2 separate regions of the Mus musculus genome follow, and region 2 is linked to region 1. Evidence: chromatin contacts called from public HiChIP or PLAC-seq data. All regions are on one chromosome and are shown on one strand. The core of a region is the stretch at or near the end of the contact, and the rest is flanking DNA. Distances in the headings are between cores, read along the strand shown. Region 1 holds the start of Trp53 (transformation related protein 53). Region 2 holds the start of Camta2 (calmodulin binding transcription activator 2).

Region 1 (2,908 bases), core at 34-2,533:
GCAGAGGTCGGGCAAGTCTCGCTGAGCCGGCTACCAGCTGCCGAGGCTAGAGTGCATTACCGTTCCCAGGGATGCTCAGAGACCGGAGTCCGCTTTCCTCTTCCGGAAAATGTAAGCCGAACCTAAAGCAATCACCAGGGAACGAGTGTCCAAAGCCAAGCGCCTAGGGTCGCTAGGCGCCGCCAGGGCTTCTTGCTCTCGCGGGAGTCGGGCCACCTTCCGATAGGCTCTCCGCATCCTCCTCCGATTCCGAGCGGGAAGGCGGGAAGGAACGACTTTGCCTACACCTCAAGCGCTGGAGAATTCCTAGAGGTTTCTGGGAGTTGTAGTCTGAACTCTGGGCCTTGGCGAAAACTACACGAGCGCCCCCTACCGTCCCCTGGGGGTAATTCTTAAAGCGCCTATCCTCCCTGGCCTGCAGAGGGCGCATAATTTCTACAGTTTTTGCCCCTCTTGACTATCTTGTTTTGAATCCCGTAACCTCAGGTTTCCTTTCTCCCCATCTCTCCCCCCTTCTTGTTCCTCTCTTTCCCTTTCTCCCCCGCCCTCCCTTCATTCATTCGACATTTATTATCAAGTTCTTACTGCCTAACCCAGGACTATACAAGGCATTGGGAAAAAAATAGCAATGTTTTCTAGTTCTTAATCTCCATAAAGTTTTCGTTGCTGTGCAATTAAAGGCTGTGAAAACAGTCTTTACAGAGAGTGATAAGGACTGTACAGGAAATTAAACACGGTGGTGCGATACCAAGTATCTCGGAGAACACGTTAGATTGAGATACTATGAAAAGCCTTTCTAAAGTGACATTTTAGCTAATGAGGGGAAAAAGAACTTAGGGGCCCGTGTTGGTTCATCCCTGTACTTGGAAGGCCTAAAGCAGGAAGACGGCCGCGAATTCCAGGCCAGCCTTGGCTACAAAGACTCTGTCTTAAAAATCCAAAAAGATGGCTATGACTATCTAGCTGGATAGGAAAGAGCACAGAGCTCAGAACAGTGGCGGTCCACTTACGATAAAAACTTAATTCTTTCCACTCTTTATACTTGACACAGAGGCAGGAGTCCTCCGAATCGGTTTCCACCCATTTTGCCCTCACAGCTCTATATCTTAGACGACTTTTCACAAAGCGTTCCTGCTGAGGGCAACATCTCAGGGAGAATCCTGACTCTGCAAGTCCCCGCCTCCATTTCTTGCCCTCAACCCACGGAAGGACTTGCCCTTACTTGTTATGGCGACTATCCAGCTTTGTGCCAGGAGTCTCGCGGGGGTTGCTGGGATTGGGACTTTCCCCTCCCACGTGCTCACCCTGGCTAAAGTTCTGTAGCTTCAGTTCATTGGGACCATCCTGGCTGTAGGTAGCGACTACAGTTAGGGGGCACCTAGCATTCAGGCCCTCATCCTCCTCCTTCCCAGCAGGGTGTCACGCTTCTCCGAAGACTGGGTAAGTAATTGATGAGCGTGACGAGACCTCTCGGTCACTGGCTCTCTCCGTTTGCATCCATAAAACTAGAGAAAACCGTGGGGTTTGGGGGTGGGGCAGTGGGGGGACTCAGCGCGATGGAGATGGGCGGAATGGAAGCTTGGCGGGCGGGATGAACGGGAGTGTATATGTCAGATGCTGTAGTGAGGGTAGCTGATGATGATGATGTTAGGACCGACGAGCCTCACTGTCATGCACCTGCAAAGTAGAGCATATAGGGACCACTGAGATGGCCTAAGGGGTTTTCTCTCCGCTACGCGTTGTACACACTTATCTGCCCGCTGCTAGGTGATGGAAGCTCCGGAAATAACATGCACAAAGCACCAGGATTTAAGATTTTTCGAGATTCATAGCTTAAGACTTAAGACCCCCCATAGCATCCTAATGAAACCCTGGGTTCCGTTCCTGGATGAGATCGGGGTGATCCGGGGAGCCTTAGCTGCTAAGGTCCCGCAACTTCCGGACCTTTGTCCCTGGAGTGATTTCTTTTTTTTTCCAGCCGCTTCTCGACCCTGCTAGATGAAGAAAATCCAAGAAAAGCCTGAAGCACTAGCGGTGCTAGCCAGAAGTATTTGCCCTCGGGGCCCGACTCAGCCTCTTGGTCTGAAAGGCCCGCCGGCCCTGTTATTGTTTGGCTCCTTTACGTTTCTGCCGCTTGCAGGAGCATTTCCGGTTTCTTGTTTTCGGAGCAGATCACTGCTCGCCCGGCGACGGGGGAGTAGCGAAAGGGGAGAAATGGATTCTAGGCTGGTTCTGTGGTTTGAGGAGGAAAACTGCTGTCCTCGACATCTTATTTTTCTGGATTACTTGGTTATTGCTTTTGCAAAGGAGGAGGTGTTTATTTAAAAGAGTGCGCCGATAGGTCGTTTCTTCCTGCCGGAAAAGCAAATTACCGAGTATCCGGTTTTAGGGTGAGCCATTCCCTTGCTTAACGCATTCCGCGCGTCCTGAAAGCGGAAGGGGCGGGCTTGGGCCCCGGGCGCCCGGCGGTCCTAAGTGCAGTCAGCCCGCACCATCCGGTTCTTCCCAGCGGGAGGTGGCGGGACTCTGCCTGGGCGTGGGCTATGCCTGTCCCCGCCACTTCAATTTTTAGAACAGGTCATTTCATTACAGTTTCTTATCGCGCACCAGACATCGTGCGTGCCTTTTTTTCTTTTGTAAAAATACTATTTCCACACTGCACTTGGATCGGGAAGTAAATTTTTTTGTCCATCTGAAGATTTAGTTTCGGTCTAAAGAATAAATGATAGGTAGACCGGGAGGCGGGGGGACTTTGTTTTCGTGGCTTCAGCTGTAAAGCCGTAAGGAAGACTAGATCCTCCAGTTCATTGAGAAAGTATACAAATGACTTCACTTAAACTTTGACGCGCGAAGGGAACCCTAGCTGTGAAGGTTAGACTGGACAGCCACAGCGGTCCAGGGATGCCTT
Region 2 (3,117 bases), core at 119-2,618, 1.1 Mb after region 1:
ACCTAGATTCTCACAGGCCCTGACCGACCTGAGAGAGAGTAGGTGAGGTCAGTTAGTAGATCTATTTCTCCACGGAAAAATCAAACAGAAAAAAGAACTCAGGGTACGTTTAGGAAGGGAGAGCAAGGCTAGAGGGAAGGGTAGGCAAGTTGTGAGAGCTGGGGCTCTGGTCCTAGGAGGAGGATGGCTTGGCAAGAAAACCTGGATGCTGAAGGAAAGCAGATCTAAGTCCAAGTCCGGTAACAAGCTGGGCCTTTGAAGACACACCCCAATTTCCTTCTCTCTCTGACTTTTTCTAAGAGGAAGGGTAGAGCTGATAACTGACCTCATGTGCTCTCTCTCAGGTTGGTCAGGGGCTGGGAGAATTTGGAATAGACATGTTGGAGTAAGCTTCCGGGTGGGACATGCCGGCTTCCTCTTTGCAGCTAGAATTCTACTTCACCCTAACACTCCTATTTCCCCAACCTCTGCTTCTTCTCTGGCTCCCAGCCTACCATATCCCCTCTACTGCTCTGGCTCCAGCCTGAGCCTCCGCCCTCTTGAGGAACAGATGGGAGCTGGAGGAGGCTCTCTGCGCGGGTTCTGCCAGGTGTCCGGGGATGGAGAGGGGGTGGAAGCCCATTCAGGATCGGATCGGAGGTGTGCAGAGAGGCTAGGGTTGGGATAAAAAGTCCACCCCAGGGTGCAGGTGCGCAGCTCTGGCTAGGCAGTTTGCCAGGGTGCAGAGCTGGAGCCGGATGAGACTGCGGGCCTGAGAGCGGTGGTCTAAGACTGTCGCCGGGGGTGGGATGCTCTCCCCAAAGGGGGCAGGGGTCCTGGGAGAACCCCGGAGGTGGGAGGGGGTCCCGCCCGCAAACCCGGATGTTCTGGAGAAGCAGCTGAGCAGAGTTCATGAACACCTGGCAGCAAGGGGCAGTGCGGGAGACCGGGGAGGGGGTCTGGGGACTCTCCCCGCACTCTCTGATCCGTGAAGGGGCCCTGCGCCTAGCGGCGCCCCCTGGCGCGGGGAAAGAGGACGGAAGCGGTGAGGTGGGGGCAAACGGGGTGGAGGGACGGTGGTCCCCAGCGCCGCGCTCCACACCCGGGCCGCGTGGAGCTGCGCCCCCTGGCGCGGGGGCGGAGAGGCGGGCTAGAGGCCCTGGCTCTTACCTCCCGGGGTCCCGCGGGTGACGGCGGCAGCGGCCATTCTACCCCAAACCGACCCCCCCTAGCGCCGGCTGACAGCGGCGTTCGACGTCAGTGCGCACGGGGCGGGGCCTCCCAATTAAGGGAACGGGGGTCGGGAAGGGAACCTGGGGTCAGCACACTTGGGACTCTGGGCCAGTCTACGAGACGCGCTGCTGGACCGTCCCTAAAGAGGCAATAGCGCTGAGGAGAACCGGGATCCGGAGGCGGAAGCTCGGCCGATTGACGTGACTTGTGGGCGCAGGAGGATGGGGCGTGGGCAGAGGTCCAGGGCCAGAGCCCTGGAGGCAAAGGAGAGTGCTTGAGAATGCAGAATTCTTCTGGCCTCGGGCGAGACTCGGCAAATTTAGGGACCTAGCCTAACTTCATTGTCCTGAATCCTCAAAAAAATCAACGGAGTCCGCCTTTTCATTCCCCTTCCATCACTACCTCGCACAGAAACAAGACTATTTGGTGCTCTTTAATAACAGAACAGAGAGAACACAAGACCAGGTTCTGGCCTAGAGAAAAACCCGGCTGCGAGTGTACTGGGCAGTTAGATAGGAACTCAAGTGGGCTGTGAATGCCTACGCTATGGGATGGAGACAACAGAGATAGAAAACATCCGCTCTGAAGCCAGCACTAGGGAGTCCTGATGTTTGAATTGATCTTGGGTCCCGTAGCTTGGGCCTGGATGATTTCCCACTACTCCTCAGACTCCAACTCCATCGCCTGGGGATCGTAAACGGGGTTCTTTCTGGCTGTAGCAGTGCTGTAGGTCAAAGAGCTTAGCTGCCCAGAGGCATAAGTCCCCTGCTGGCCTACAGGAGTCCAGGGAGTCCAAAGCAGCTGTAGGTGAGAGCAATTGAGAGCAAGGGGATAAGAAAAGCAAGAATGGAAAAACAGGACTCTCTCCAGATTTCTTAATTGCCAAATTCAGGCACATACCCTCAAAAGCTCAGTTTCTTGACCACTTTTCGTCCTTAAACCAGCTATCCTACCTGGCTCTTGGCTTCTGCCACATCCCCATTTGATTATGAATTGACTTCCTCCCTAACCTTACTGTGTTCCTCTCCAGTTTTACCTGATCTCTGGGAGTGACAGAATAAGTCTCTTTCTGTGGATAGGTTGCCCTCTCTTCTTCCACGTCAAAGTATTTTGTAGTGCTTAGGAGTTCAAAGCCCTCTTCAAGTGCTGGAAGTTCAGGTGTAGCATCAGAGCTGCCCCACTGGGCCCTCTTCAGTCTGTGGAGACATTAGATGGAGGAGACTAGTGCCTGGAGGTCAGTCTTCCAGTCTCTTCATCCCTCACCCCTGGCCTGAAGCACTTCTTGCTGAGAATCACAGGTGCTACCACTGACCTTCAATTCACCCCAACTTTTTGTTCTTCACAGACAAGAATTTTTGATCCAGGGGCCAAACAGTGACCCCCAATTAACGATGTGCTTTCTTGTAATCATGGGCCATGTCACGCCTTCCAGCTTATATGACTTCCATCCCTCAATTGCTTCTTTCCATACTATAGAAATCATGTTTGAGAGTCAGCAAGGTGACTTAGCAGGTAAAGGTATTGGCCACCAAGCCTGATGACCTAAGTCAGGACCCAAATGATGGAAGGAGAGAGCCAGTTCCCATAAATTGTCCTCTGACCTCCACACACATGTTGTGGCATGCACTATATAAGTATATACATAATTAAATGCAAAAAAATAAAGAAATTATATTTCAGTTACACCAAGGACATGGTTCCTTTGTAAGTGCCAATGAATTCTCTTAAAGCTCTTAACTATGCTGCCTCTCTCTAATCCCTGCTTGGCTTGCAGAGGCCCATGCCACGCCTCCTTACTCATTGATGATTCCCTGGCGCCTTCTCAGGTCCTCCAGATGATAAGTAACTGCTCTAACTCGGGCTGGAATGCTTCCAGGTCCCTTCTGCATTCTTTCCAAATGCAGC

What was found. HiChIP or PLAC-seq counts read pairs in DNA pulled down with a chosen protein or histone mark.
Region 2: an HNF4G HiChIP or PLAC-seq map of pancreatic cancer cells shows a contact between it and region 1. The contact joins the promoter of Camta2 here to the promoter of Trp53 in region 1. A contact is called at or near these places in 1 of 39 promoter capture datasets (pre-B cells) and 1 of 115 datasets of contacts at active chromatin or transcription factors (pancreatic cancer cells).

The regions. Positions count from the first base shown.
Region 1 is chr11:69,579,076-69,581,983 of GRCm38.p6, forward strand. It overlaps Trp53 (transformation related protein 53), which reads left to right and starts at 1,284. Exons shown (of 11, transcript NM_011640.3): 1 at 1,284-1,440. It overlaps Wrap53 (WD repeat containing, antisense to Trp53), which reads right to left and starts at 174. Exons shown (of 10, transcript NM_144824.3): 1 at 1-174.
Region 2 is chr11:70,686,737-70,689,853 of GRCm38.p6, forward strand. Camta2 (calmodulin binding transcription activator 2) reads right to left here and starts at 1,369. Exons shown (of 23, transcript NM_001190376.1): 1 at 1,150-1,369. It overlaps Inca1 (inhibitor of CDK, cyclin A1 interacting protein 1), which reads right to left. Exons shown (of 7, transcript NM_001252484.1): 5 at 3,010-3,117; 6 at 2,249-2,408; 7 at 1,625-2,013. The coding sequence ends at 1,870.